Regions from separate parts of the Sus scrofa genome. Here regions 1 and 3 are each linked to region 2. A link is a contact called in public Hi-C and HiChIP or PLAC-seq data. All regions are on one chromosome and are shown on one strand. Each heading gives the region's core, a stretch centred on a gene start, on an enhancer-like site or on the middle of the called end of the contact. The rest is flanking DNA. Distances are from core to core; before and after follow the strand shown. Region 1 holds the start of ABHD17B (abhydrolase domain containing 17B). Region 2 holds the start of TMEM2 (transmembrane protein 2). Region 3 has its middle 130 kb from the start of TMEM2.

What was found. A called contact is a pair of places that touch in the nucleus more often than the background predicts. HiChIP or PLAC-seq counts read pairs in DNA pulled down with a chosen protein or histone mark.
Region 1: a contact with region 2 is called in an H3K27ac HiChIP or PLAC-seq map of alveolar macrophages. The contact joins the promoter of ABHD17B here to the promoter of TMEM2 in region 2. A contact is called at or near these places in 3 of 47 Hi-C or Micro-C datasets (alveolar macrophages, blood and heart right ventricle) and 2 of 2 datasets of contacts at active chromatin or transcription factors (alveolar macrophages and skeletal muscle).
Region 3: a contact with region 2 is called in a Hi-C map of retroperitoneal adipose tissue, with 2.9 times the contacts expected there. The contact joins the enhancer-like site here to the promoter of TMEM2 in region 2. A contact is called at or near these places in 1 of 5 promoter capture datasets (liver), 25 of 47 Hi-C or Micro-C datasets (alveolar macrophages, blood, brain and 13 more) and 2 of 2 datasets of contacts at active chromatin or transcription factors (alveolar macrophages and skeletal muscle).

What each region holds. Positions count from the first base shown.
Region 1 is chr1:225,191,738-225,195,924 of Sscrofa11.1, reverse strand. ABHD17B (abhydrolase domain containing 17B) reads left to right here and starts at 2,639. Exons shown (of 4, transcript NM_001243558.1): 1 at 2,639-3,205. It overlaps C1H9orf85, which reads right to left and starts at 2,503. Exons shown (of 5, transcript XM_021064833.1): 1 at 2,387-2,503. The coding sequence starts at 2,434.
Region 2 is chr1:225,040,756-225,044,944 of Sscrofa11.1, reverse strand. TMEM2 (transmembrane protein 2) reads left to right here and starts at 2,567. Exons shown (of 24, transcript XM_021064792.1): 1 at 2,567-2,717.
Region 3 is chr1:224,907,471-224,911,702 of Sscrofa11.1, reverse strand. No RefSeq gene overlaps it. Among named protein-coding and RNA genes, the nearest start is that of TMEM2, 130 kb to the left of the region's middle. Within about 2 kb of position 1,987, at least 12 of the 83 cell types and tissues checked have an H3K27ac peak or open chromatin away from gene starts, as enhancers often do. A contact at or near this core is called in alveolar macrophages, retroperitoneal adipose tissue and subcutaneous adipose tissue, where this site is marked.

The DNA of each region.
Region 1 (4,187 bases), core at 1,390-3,889, 150 kb before region 2:
GTAATCAACAAAATGAAACTCAGTGACTGAACTTGAGACTCATGAAAAGATTTAAAACCATAATGACATGGTTGTTAGATCACACCAGAAAATGCCTAATAAAATTATAAGTCTAGGAAGAAGTGCTAGCATAAGAAGTACAAGTTCAAGAAGTCTTGTACTTACAAGTCTAAGAAGGACAGCAAGCTACATTGTAGCTAAATATTTATTAAAAACTACTTTTTATCACCTGATGAAAAACCATCAGAATTAAATGCTTGTGCCAAAACTTAGAGTAAGAATACAAGAGGAGTTCCCTGTTGGCCCAGAAGGTTAAGGATCTTGCCTTGTTACTACTGTGGCTCAGGTTCAATTCCTGCCTGGGAATTTCTGAATGCCATGGGTGTGGCCAAAAAAAAAAAGAGAGAGAGATGAATACAGAACAAGGTAGCTATTTATTTGGAATACCATAGCTTTTTATCCTGGCTTACTTATTGATGAAAGGCACAAACTTGGGAAAGTCTTCCCAAATACTGCTCCAGGTTTTCTTTCTTTTTTTCTTTTTCCTAATTTTTTTTTTCTTTTTGGCTGCTCCAAGCATATGAAAGTTCCCAGGCCAGGGGTCGAAACTGAGCCACATCTGGGACCTGTGCCACTGACCTAAGGATCTAGAATTCTCAACCTACTGATCATGGCCAGGGATTGAACCTGCATCCTCATGGATACTGGTTGGGTTCATAACTAGCTGAGCCACAATGAGAACTCCCAGGTTTTCTTTGTGAATCTGAACCTAATTAAGGGAAAGATGAGGTCCTCTTAGTAGGACAACTGAAAATATGAGGCAACTGAAAATATGCCTTCTTACTCTTCTTTATTCAAATGTCCTTCCCTTTATCAGAATTTATCATAATTTATAATTATACATCTTTGTGCTTACTGTCCAATGACCCAGAAAAAACTATAAGTCCTTTGAAGACAGAGTCAGCTCTTTTGAACACTGTACACATACTTACATAGGACCTTGCACATAAAGTGTTCATATCTGTATAGTGAAGATGCTTAAATATCTGTATAGTGAAGATAGGAAAAGGTCACTGGTTGCCATAAACAGTCACTTCACTTTCATAGCCAATGTTGACAAATTAATCACTTGTTGGACAATTATTATGATCCAGATAATTTATGTATATCATTTAGATTAGCCTCACAACAAAACTGGAAGGTTTCTCATTTGAGACCAAAAGAAGACTCAGAAAAAAAAATATTAAATAACTCGCTTATGCCACACCCTAGCAAATCTGAGCTTCAGTTTATGTTAATATCAGGTTTATGCGATGTGATGGTGGCCCCCAAACTGCCTTTGTCTTCAATTATCTCCCCTCCCTACAGCTATGGGAGGAGGGGGAAAGAGCTCTAGCAAATTAGTAGAGACCCTAGACCTCTGGCAAGCTATACAGTCTGAATTTTCTTTCAACCTAAAGAAATCTGCTAAAGTAATATAAACAGCAAGACAATCATTTTTATATTCATCAAATAGTTTGATTCTCAAAACAATCTTACAAATGAGAGCGATAGTCCCATTATGTTGGTGTGGACACTGAGGTTAAGAGCACTTCAGAGCTTTCACACCCTTTCTACAAAGCTATGGGCCTAGGGCTTTCCAAAAAGAAATAAGGACAGCATAAACTTGGTGCAACATTTGAAAGAGACGCGCGCCATAATTCTCGTATTTCTACTGGAAATATGTGATCCAGATGGGAGCGTTCAATTACTCAAGTTTCCTATTTGCATTTTAGGTTTGATGAGGGTCCCGATTACTCTGTACAATCATCTAAATGTTGACCGCCAAATATATTTACGAGGAGATAACACATGCAGGTCAAAGAAAGGGCGTGAGAACATTATTTTAGAAAGGGCTGCACTGCAGCCAAAACTAACTCTGGGCTGCAGTCCACATTCGCCCTCGCCAACTCCTCTCATTCCTCTTTCCCCTCCAGTGAACCATTCCTTCCAGATTGAGTGCAGCAAATTCCTACCTTGGTCTGAACACTCTTATCAAACTTGTCATTTTTGAAGCTAAAGGTATTCTGGTGCCTCTGAGGCCTGGAACGAGCCACGTTCCCTTTCTGGGAACTCATCGCAGAAACCACAATTTTCTCGAGCTGAGACAAGAAGATGCAAGGAAGACTACCACGCCAGTAACTACCCCACCGAGTTCAAGCTTCTGTCAACGACCCGGAAGTAACTTATCCAGCCTGTCTGGTCCCGCCCCGGCAGCCCACGTGACTCCTCGCAGAGGTCAAAGGGCGCCCTCCAGCCCCTCAGCTCCTGTCTCTTTCACTAGGCCGAGTCTCGACCCCTCCCCCTCCTCAAGGTTTTTCTCTCTAACCCTGGGTATACATCCTACTTTCTTCGAAGCGAGAATTTCCCCATTGGTCCGAATGTGGTAGTCCATCAAAGCGGAGGGGCGGAGAAGATTTGCTTCTATTGGCTCCTCTTTTCCGCAATACCCGCCTCCTGCCGACTTAGCTCAGCCTCTCCCGGGGCCAGACTCCTCTGGGCGGCTTGTGATTGGTGGAAATTGGGATAAGCTGGACTGCGTCCCTCCCCCGGCCCGCTCCCAGGCTGGAGCCCGGGTCAGCTTTGGCACCTTCCTCCAGTGACCAACTCGTAGTTTAGCGAGCGCTCTGCTACCCCCTAGGTTCCTTTCCAGCGTCCCTGTCTCCCACTTCGAGAGCGAACCCCGCGGCCGGTAGGCTGAAGAGGAGCCAGGAAAGAAGGACTAAAGAGAAGAAAGACCTGGCTGGTTCTAGGTGGTGTCTGCAGTGCCAGTAAGGGAGGTGGCGGCGGGCGCTGCGACCACGGCCGCGCGGGACGTGAGGCCCAACAGCAGCCGACGGCGGCGGCGGTGGCGGCCACTCCAGCGCCTCGCGCCGGGGCCGTTAGTCAGCAGAACGCCAACCTGTGTAAAGGAACAGGGCCGGCCCGAGGCGAGACTCGGGAGCGCGAGCCGGCTCCCCCGAGCGCCGCCGTCCTTCCTCGTCCCGGCGCCGGGGGCTGCAGCCCTTGTCCCCCTCCTCGGCCGGGCCCGCCTGCAGGCCGGGAGAGTCCGGCAGAGGCAGCAGCAGCAGCAGAGCGGAACGCGCCTTGTAGAGGACAGCGCGGCGGCAGAGGTTCCTTCTCGGCCCTTTCTGCCTGACGCCTTGGTTGCGGCCCTCAGGTGCAGGTGCGTGGGGCCGCGGGGGGTCGGGGCGCTGCGGCCCGGCTCGGGGAGGGGGCGCTAGGCCCGGAGCTGCAGCGCGGGAGGGACCAGCCGGGGCTGAGCGGGGGGAGGGGAGCGGGAGTCGTCTTTGTTGTTGGCGCCCGGGATCCCTCTCCGTGCCGGCGAAAGGCGGGGAAACTACTCCCGATCGGATCTAGGTTTTTGAGAAGATTGTCTGGTGGTTCAGTGAAGGGAAGAGATAGGAAAGTCCTGCGGTCGGTGAGGCTGCAGTAGTTTGGGGGCGGAAGGACGGACAGACGAACTGGGGAAGGTATTGGGTCCTCCCTTAAGAGAAAGGTCTAATTTCATTCCTTTGCTATTCTCTCTGTGGACGGAAAGCTGGGGCCAGGTTCCCATTCCCCTCCATGGCCCACTGTGAGATTCGCGATGGCTGAAAGCTTTCTCCTGAATGTCCTCGCGTGTGCCAGCCTCGATTTTAGATCATATCTACCCGGTGCTTGGTGATTTGGGTATTGTGGTCCAGCCGTCATGGGGTCTTCTTCTCTCCATAGTTGAACTTCACTCTTGTCTTTTTCAAACTCTGGCGTAGGCTCATTAGGAATTGTCTTTGAATTGAAAAATTATTGTTTGAATTTTTTTAACCCTGAAACGAAAAGTTCTGTCAAGTTAGATTTATTGTTGTGAAGGCCTTTTGTAAAGAAGAGAGTTTAACCTTGGCTTGTTTTTAAAAAAGTTCAGAGCTTTGATCCATAGTGATTTTTGCCAATGGCAGGACAAAACTTTTTTAAATGACGCATTGATTTAAGTGTGAGGTGGATTTGTTAAGCAGAAGGATGAGTAACGGAATACAGGGAGGGTGGCTTGTGAATTTTGGCTGTTAGCTTATGTGAAGATACTCGTTTTTAATTTTTTTTTTTTGTAGTAAACAATACTTGATCTGCAAGATAATTCACTGATTGATTTTTAAAGCCTTCAAGAATGTGGA
Region 2 (4,189 bases), core at 1,318-3,817:
GGTGTAGGTTGCAGACGTGGCTCAGATCCTGCATTACTGTGGCTCTGGCTGTAGGCTGGCATCTACAGCTCCGATTTACCCCTAGCCTGGGACCCTCCATATGCCACGGGAGCGGCCCAAGAAATGGCAAAAAGACAAAAAAAAAAAAAAAAAAGATCATGAGCACTGCTACCACCAGGAATCAATAAACATCATATGAGCATCCTGTTTATCCTGGGGCTTTCCCTCTTTCTATGGATAGGACAGCACAATGGTGAAGTTGTCACATCCCGTGTAAGCGGGTGATATGGAGTTCACCAGACAGATCTGCCTTCAAGGGAAGATATGCTGCCCAGCTCTGAATGCTGTTGACAGCTGACCCTCTCAGGGATTGCTTTAGCAGCTGAGTCATCTTCCCAAGATCGTGCCACTTCCCAGGATGTACCATGTCCAATGACTGATTCAGAAGGCTATATAAAGTCCCAGATGTGTAGGCCCAATACCTCTCATGGGTCATGCTAGCTGCAGAGCCTCTAGGGGAAGTCAGCCGAGGCTGTTGTTGGGTTTACACTGAAGTTCAATTTCTCCCTATGTTCCATCCTGCTTCCTGTACCTCCCTCCACAGGCGTTTCTTAATGACCATCTCTGCACTCTGTCTCAGAGCCTGCTTCCCTGGGAACCCAATCAGTGACAACCTCAGTTCCATTTGGTGACCTCTCACTTTGTTTTTTCTCCTTTGTCACTTCCTTTCACGTTAGTTTCCAAAAACCATCTGCCTCTTTTTTTTTTTTTAAAGGATCTTTGATTCTTCATGTTCTAGATAAATATCTAAGAACAAAAGTTTATACAATTCTCAAAGGCAGGTAACACAAAGATTCAATCTCCCTCCCCACCCCTTTTCTGTTAATAGACTTTGTTTAGAGCAGTATTAGTTTCGCAAACAAAAAGCAGAAGGTACAGAGAGTTCCCCTACATTCCCTGCCCTCCCCTTACATGTGAAGCCTTCCCTACTATCAATTTCCATTTTCTTTGGTTTTGGCAATAGATATGGGTTATGGAAGGAAGTCCTCTTTAAAACCAAAACTTTCATTAAAATAGTTTATGTGAAATTTTAATTGTTCTTTTTGATGTTTGAATTGTTGGCAGACTTAATTCCAACAGGCTCCTGTGTGAACTTGACAGGCTCCTTAAACTTCCTCAGTCCCAGTGTCCTCATCTCTAAAATTGGAATAGTAATTTTTGGAAGGGTTATATGAAATGTCTCAACTCTAAGCAAAGTGCCTGACACATAATAAAGATTCAGAAAATGGGCATTTTAACATAAAGTTGGCACCGCACAAACCACAGGATATATTTGTTTCCTGTGGCTGCTGTAACACATTACCCCAAACTTGGTGACTTAAGACAACATAAATTTACTCTCTCAGGCTCCTGGAAGCCAGAAGTCTGAAATCAAGGTGTAAGCAGGACTCTCTCCCTGTGGAAGCTCTAGGGCAAAAATCCTTCTTTGCCTCTTCCAGCTTCTGGTGGCTTCTGGCATTCCTTGATTTGGGACTACATCACTCCAATCCCTGCCTTCATGGTCACATTGCCTTTTCCTCCCTGCCTTCCTTATTAGGATACACGAGACTACAGCTAGGGCCACTCTGAGGACCCGGGGTAATCTCAACTCAAATCTTTAATCTGCAAAGATCCTTTTTCTGTATAAGGGGACATTTCTAGGTTCTAGTGCTTAGGCTATGGCATCTTTGGGGGGCTAATTTTTAGCCTACCACATAGGATGGCACAGTTCCTGCCCTATCTTTACAAGGCATGATCCTGGACATTTCGCCTTAAGACTACTAAGTAGTCCTTTGTTCTCCCCAGTTTATAATTCAAAACCATCGGGTTTATTTTAAGAAACTTCCTTCCTCTCCCAGAAGGGACAGTGACTCCCAGAGTTGGGTGGTTTCATTAAGGTCTCAGCACTAGACCGAATTGCTATTTTAGAGGCATTTTCCCCTCAAGGTTTTATTTAATTCCAAGATGCACTCTAGCATTATTTCTCAAACTTTCATATTCCCCGCACCTCTTAATCCAGTACGTGGTGGAGGTGTGTGAATCCAAAATTTTCGAAGTGCTCCAGGGGAATTTTATCAGCAGAGATTTAGAAACATATATTAGAATAAAATCCAGAACCCAAACCCTCGAAATAGGGAATTCCCCTTCCCGCCTGCTGGGTGTACCATGGTTACATGACTGAGTTTTTATTAAAAGGATGGAGAATCTGCACAGTATTCACTGAAAGAGTTCCCTAGCGGGAAAACTTTCAATTCCGAATTAAGTGGTAGATGACGACAGCCTGGATTTGGCAGTCCTGCTGCTGTCACTAGCCTGGAACCTCATGGGTCTGACTGATCAAGTCCCGGCCGCGCCCTCAGCGGGAATCAAGACTTGCCTGGGTGAGTGCAACTCCAGTTGTGACGGCGGCCCGGGCTGTTTAATTCCAAGATTGTAGCCCCGGCGGCTCAGGCATCCTTAGGTCCCTCGGTGTTGGGGCGGGCCAGGGAGTGGCTTTCAGCGCCACTCCTTCAAGTGGCAGCCACTCCAGAGTGGCGCGGTAGGGGGCGTGGGGAGACGTAGGCATATTTATTCTGGTGTGAGAGTGGGATGCCGGGACCGCTCTACGTTGCGGTCCCGAGTCCGAGAGCAAGCTAAGTGCAGAAGAGGCCAAGAAACTAGCGCCTGTGACTGGCCAGGTGGGGGCAGCCGTGATGCAGTGGCCGAACTCAGAAATTTTTCACGAGTTGTGGAAGTCCCTTTGGGGATGCTGGTGGGGAGCTTGGCTCAGCCAGGAGCGATGAAGGGGCATGTCCAGTTCAGCCTTCAGATGTGGGCTCAGCCGGGAGGTGATGGGGTTGTAATGCCTACCTCAGCCTTAGAATGATGGGCGGCGAAATGTCAGGGTCAGCTGTGAGTGTTGGGGTGCAGTGTCACGCTCAGCCGGGAGGTGATGGAGGTGTACAGTCAAGCTCAGCTGAGAAGCTGAGGTTCAGGGCTCAGCTGGGAGGTGATGGGTGCGAAGGATCCGCCTGAACTCCGGAGGTAATGGAAGCGCAGGCTCACGTTCCGTCAGGCCGGGTACGCGCTGCGGGATACCTCTAGCAGCTGCAGTCACTGCGAGGCTCGTTCGTTGGGGGGCTTGCTTTGGCAGCTGTGCGGTCTGGTGCTGTTCCTGGGCGCCACAGCGAGAGGCGCTGAGCCCTAGTGTCTGCTTCTGGCGCAGAGCTCTAGCAGCGGGAGGAGCCTTGCGCGGCCACCGCCTCCTCCGGCCGCAGTCTCCTCCTCTCCCTCCGCCTTCTTCGTCTCCCCCGCCCGCCCGGCCAATCCCCAGCCTTCGGCCCTGCCGAGCCGGGCCGCTTGTCTGGCTGGCGGAGGCTGAGCGCGACCCTAGCGAGCCGCGGCGCCCGCCGACCAGAGACAAGCGCGACTCCCGGGGACCCAGTTCTGACCCGTGCTGCCGCCCCTTCCCCATTGTCGCGGGGACGCTCTGGCCCTGCTGCTCGGGCCACGATTCTCCTCCTCTTCCTTCCCGAGGGGACGGAAAGGAGAAACAGCAGCTGCTCGGGGAAGAGCCCGAGCCGAGGCCCTTACCCCCGCGGCTCCGGGCTGAAGGAGGAGGAGGCGGAGGCAGAGGGAAGTGCGCGTCATTCCCGGGAGGAGAGGGTTTCACCTCCAGGCAGAGACTGCGGCTGCCAGTTGCGTAAAAGCAGCAGCGGCATCCGCGGCGGCGGCGGCGGGCGACGGTGCTGGAAGGGCTCTCTGGCCATGGAGAGAAGATCCGGACTTGGGGACGCCAGGAGCTCAGCTCCGTCGCTTTGGACTGCTGTGTAGGCACCTGAATTAGCCGACGCTAAGCGGGGGAGGGGAAGGTAAGAAGCAATGGGGTCACTGGCTAACCCCACTCCCCGCCCCCCGCTTCCCTGGCAGCCGCTGGGGGCCACTGCGAGGACGCGCACCGTGGTCCTCCGCACCTTCCCGGCTTTCCGGCTCCTGGCAGTCAGGCATTTGGGCATTCCTACAGAAACGGCAAACTTCCTCCTGCCCCACACAGCACCCTCCTGCGCTCCCCCCGCGGGTCGCCTTCCCCTCTTTGGATTAGGAGTAACAAAACTCCTCCGGAGTAAGTCCTCTCCATAAGAAAGGGTCTCTGGGAACCAAGTCTTGATTT
Region 3 (4,232 bases), core at 738-3,237, 130 kb after region 2:
CGTTGGTCCAAGGACTACATTTAGAACAGCTCTGCTTTAGAAGAGTTGTTGGTAGCACTCAGGAGTTAGTAAGTAATATCCTAGGTTGGGGAGTGGCAGAACGTGGGTATGAGGAGGCTCTTTATATGGGATTTGGGTTTTGCAAGTTCCGAAGGAGCTCTTACTCTTTCAGAACTTGCAAGGAGAGGGTGAACCGTTAAGTAAAGAGAGGATTTCCAGGCATATGGCACAGTGCGTGCAAAGACCCAGAGGCACAAAACAGCACAAAGCACACAGGGAACCGTCTATAGACAACTCCCTCTATAGTCTCAAAGCTCACAATGACTCTGGAGACAAAGAAAACTAAGCTTCTACTAGAGCAGCAGAGGAAATGAAAGCAATGGAAAAGCTAAGCTCCTCCTTGAATAGCAGAGGAAATGAAGACAATGGTATTTAAGCCTCAAGGAAGCAAATTGGGCCAAGAGATAGCAGGATGCACCGGAGTATGATGTTCCTTTGAGATAGTCCTGAGGAAAGGATGGGTGGTTTGCTTCCAGGGATGAGGTGTGTTTTGCCTGTGTGGGGCAGATAATGTTTAGAGCTGCCATCCAGATCTCTGATTCTGTGGTATTAAAAATGCATTTAAAAGTTGGGGGCACGAAAAAGAAAAAAAATGCTTTATATGAGTTTTTTTTTTAATTTAAATTGAAACATACAAAAAATTAGGAAGCCAACTTCTTTCAGAGAGGGAAAACTCTCTAAATGTCTCCTCACAATACCTCTGAATGTATACATTTTGGCTGCAAATTCAACTTGGACTTTGACTTCCAATTGTATTTTGGGTGTAAACAGTAACCAAGAAACAGTAACCAAGTTTCTTATTAGAATGAGCTGCCAGAGAATGTTGTATTATTGGGCAGCAGAGAGCACTGCCCCTGGTCAGTGGATTAATAATTGAGTGTTCTGATTAGTGGCATCTGGAGTATACAGAAAAGAAAACACTGCGTGAGAAGGAACATTTCTAATTGTGGGCCCAGGGACTTTCACATTGCTGGGTCTTCATGTCTTTCCCCAGGAGGACTGGTAAGCCTTTTGCAAGAGGAAATAATAAGTAAGACCAACCAAGCCAAACAGTTTCTGCTTGTGTTTTTAAGAGAAAAATAATATCCACTTTTACCTCAAATTTTTCTGATGAAAGACAAATTTTCTCTTTGCTCCCCCACTCCCAATAACTGCTTTGTAATTCTGGAGCCTGAAGTACTTCTGTTCTAATAAAAATTGCACCTTCTCTCTCAGCAGCAACTAATAGCAGACCCTAGGCATATGTGAACAGCCTGACACATTCTTTCTTTCTTCAATTTAAACTGTCCAGATCCACAGGCAAAGAGCACTGCAGGCTCAGCTGCAGAACAAAAGCCAGCAGCTCTTTATTTGCTAGTGATTGGTTTGGTAAATGGATTTGTCACAGAAATCCTCCCAGAAAGGAAGTGACCCAAGTCTATTGGCTTTTATTTATTTATTTTATGCTGCTAAGAATTGGGTTTGACTCTATAGTTTTTTTTTTTTTTTTTAAAGAAAGAGGCCTTACAGCTCATTCATTCAGTCATTTATTCATTTATGAACATATACTGAACATCTGTGATGTGCCAGGCACAGGAATACTAAGAACAGTAAGATTTGGCTATAGAACTTTCTAGTAGAGGTATTATATAAGTATCTGGAGATACAAGAAGCTTTTAAGGCTAACTGGGGAAGCTTCACAGACAGGACAAAATAGTCTGGCTCCTTTTTTGAAGGAGGAGGAGTTTGCCTGGAAGATAAAGTGTTGATCGGGGTTAGGTGATGCCCCCTGGGAAGCTGAGGAAGGCTTATGGGAACAGCAGAAATAGCAAATGCAGATGCAGAGTTCTCAGGAGCTCAGTCTTTGGAAAACTGTAGGGAATTTGGATTGGATTTGGTTTGAGATGGGTGGTGCCAGGGGTTGAAGATAGAGATCTAGGATGAGACACCCAGTGACAGACAGTACAGGAATGAGGAAAGTCCCTGGACCTCCATAGGGTCTGGGTCTGTGTGTGTCTCTTATCTCTGTACCACAATCTTCATCTGTGTAATGGGGTAACAGTTGTGTTTACTTAGGATTGTGAAGATAAAGTGAGATAAATGTGTCAAGGTCTTAACCTGATGATTGGCTTTTTTTTTTTTTTCCCCATAAGTTATGGTGATTGCAGTGACAGCAGTGAGGGTGTCTGTTTTTGTTGGTTATGCTGATTATCATATTTCTATAGAGTCTTTTCCTCTGGGCCTGTGAACAACTGAAGGGACTCTGAAAAAGAACTGTGGTGAATTTGTTACATCCCACTGAGGCTGGAATGGTAATAAACTGCTTGGAGATAGCCAAAGAGGGCTGGGTTCCCTCCCTGAGCTGAGGATGAGTAAAACCTTGATCAGGACAGTGAGGATGAAGAAGCAAATTTAATAACAAATATGTCCCCAGATCTTCACCCCAGACTGGACTCTGCTGAACTTGACACTGCTTCACTGGTGTCCTCTAGTGGCCAAAAGGAAAAGAACATTTCTTACCAAAGGAGCATGATTTATATTATATAAATATAATATAAATATGTTATGGAATACAATACAGTTATTTTCTTTTTTGGCTGCACCCATGGCGTGTCGAAGTTCCCAGGTCAGGTATGGAACCCGCACCAGAACAGCAGCCCGAGGCACTGTACGGACAGTGCCAGATCCTTAACCCATTGTGCCACAAGGGAACTCCATATAGCCATTTAATTTAATTTATTATTATTTTTTTCTTTTTAAGGCCACACTTGTGGCATATGGAAGTTCCTGGGGCTGGGGTTGAATAGGAGCTGCATTTGTGACCTGCGCTGCAGCTGTGGCAATGCTGGATCCTTAACGCACCAAACAAGGCCAGAAACTGAACCTGTATCCTCACAGACACTATGTCTGGTTCTTAACCTGCTAAGCCATAGCAAGAACTCCCATTTTAGAAGAATAGATTACAGCAATCCTAGTCAACTTGGAAGGGTTTCCATGAAGAGTTGAGGGAGAAAAGCAGCATGCAAAAAAGCATAAATAATGTGAACTACTCTTATAAAACAATGCCCTCCAGACTTGTCACTGTACTGCATAGATGTGTACATATAAATGTATATGTAGGATTAAATAGGATTATGTGAACATAAATAATTTGTGAAAAGATACAGACCTAAGTGTTAAATGCAGATTCCCTTGGGGTGGGAATAAGGGCTGATGTATGTAGAGGGAAGGTAAAAGTTTGAAAAAGTCAAACAACAACAGAGAAGCCCCCCACATTTATGCATTTATGTAAAACTATATCTGAATATATACATATCTAAAAATAAAAGTTCGTTTACAAGTAAAACAATCCAGATGATAAAGTCTATGAAAAAAATTTTCTGAGAAAAGCAAAATAGTGTAGAAGACAGTTTACTCATCTATTTATAGTTTTTACCTAGTGACTTTTTTTTTGCAAAAGCCTAAAATGACTACTTTTTAAAATTATAATGTTATAGAAATTCAGTGTATATATTAGGATTTATTGAGGGGTTTCTATAGCTCCTTATAGTGCAAAGTTTGTTTTCTGAAATTCCCAAGTTTTGCCTCCTATCATACAAGTGTGCAATCAGAAGTCTGACTCTCATACTGTGTTTTCATCCATTTGTAGCAGCCTTCACATGTGATAAAATAATATTTGTGATTGTTCCCTTGTTTTGAAGTGCCTTATTCTTCACTATGTGAAGGAAAATAAAAATCTATCAGAAGATGCTAATTGAAATATATAATAGCAATATGGTGTCATGGAAAGCTACCAGACTTGGATCCTAGCTCTTGTCACTCACTATGTATGTAAACCTTGGCAAGTTATTATACTTCTGCTCTTCAGCTTCCTTATTTCAAAATGAGGATTAAAAGTAGGACATAACTCATAGCTTTGTTGTGAGGATTACATGAAATAGTTAAGGTGATTTGCTTAGCAATATTTTTGGCACATAGTGTTCATTCATCTATCCATACATTCATTTTATTTTTTGTCTTTTTAGGGCCGACCCACAGCATATGGAGGTTCCCAGGCTAGGGGCTGAATCAGAGCTACAGCTGCCAGCCTACACCACAGCCATAGCAATGCCAGATCTGAGCTGTGTCTGTGACCTACAACACAGCTCACAGCAACACTGGATCCTTAACCCACTGAACAAGGCCAGGGATTG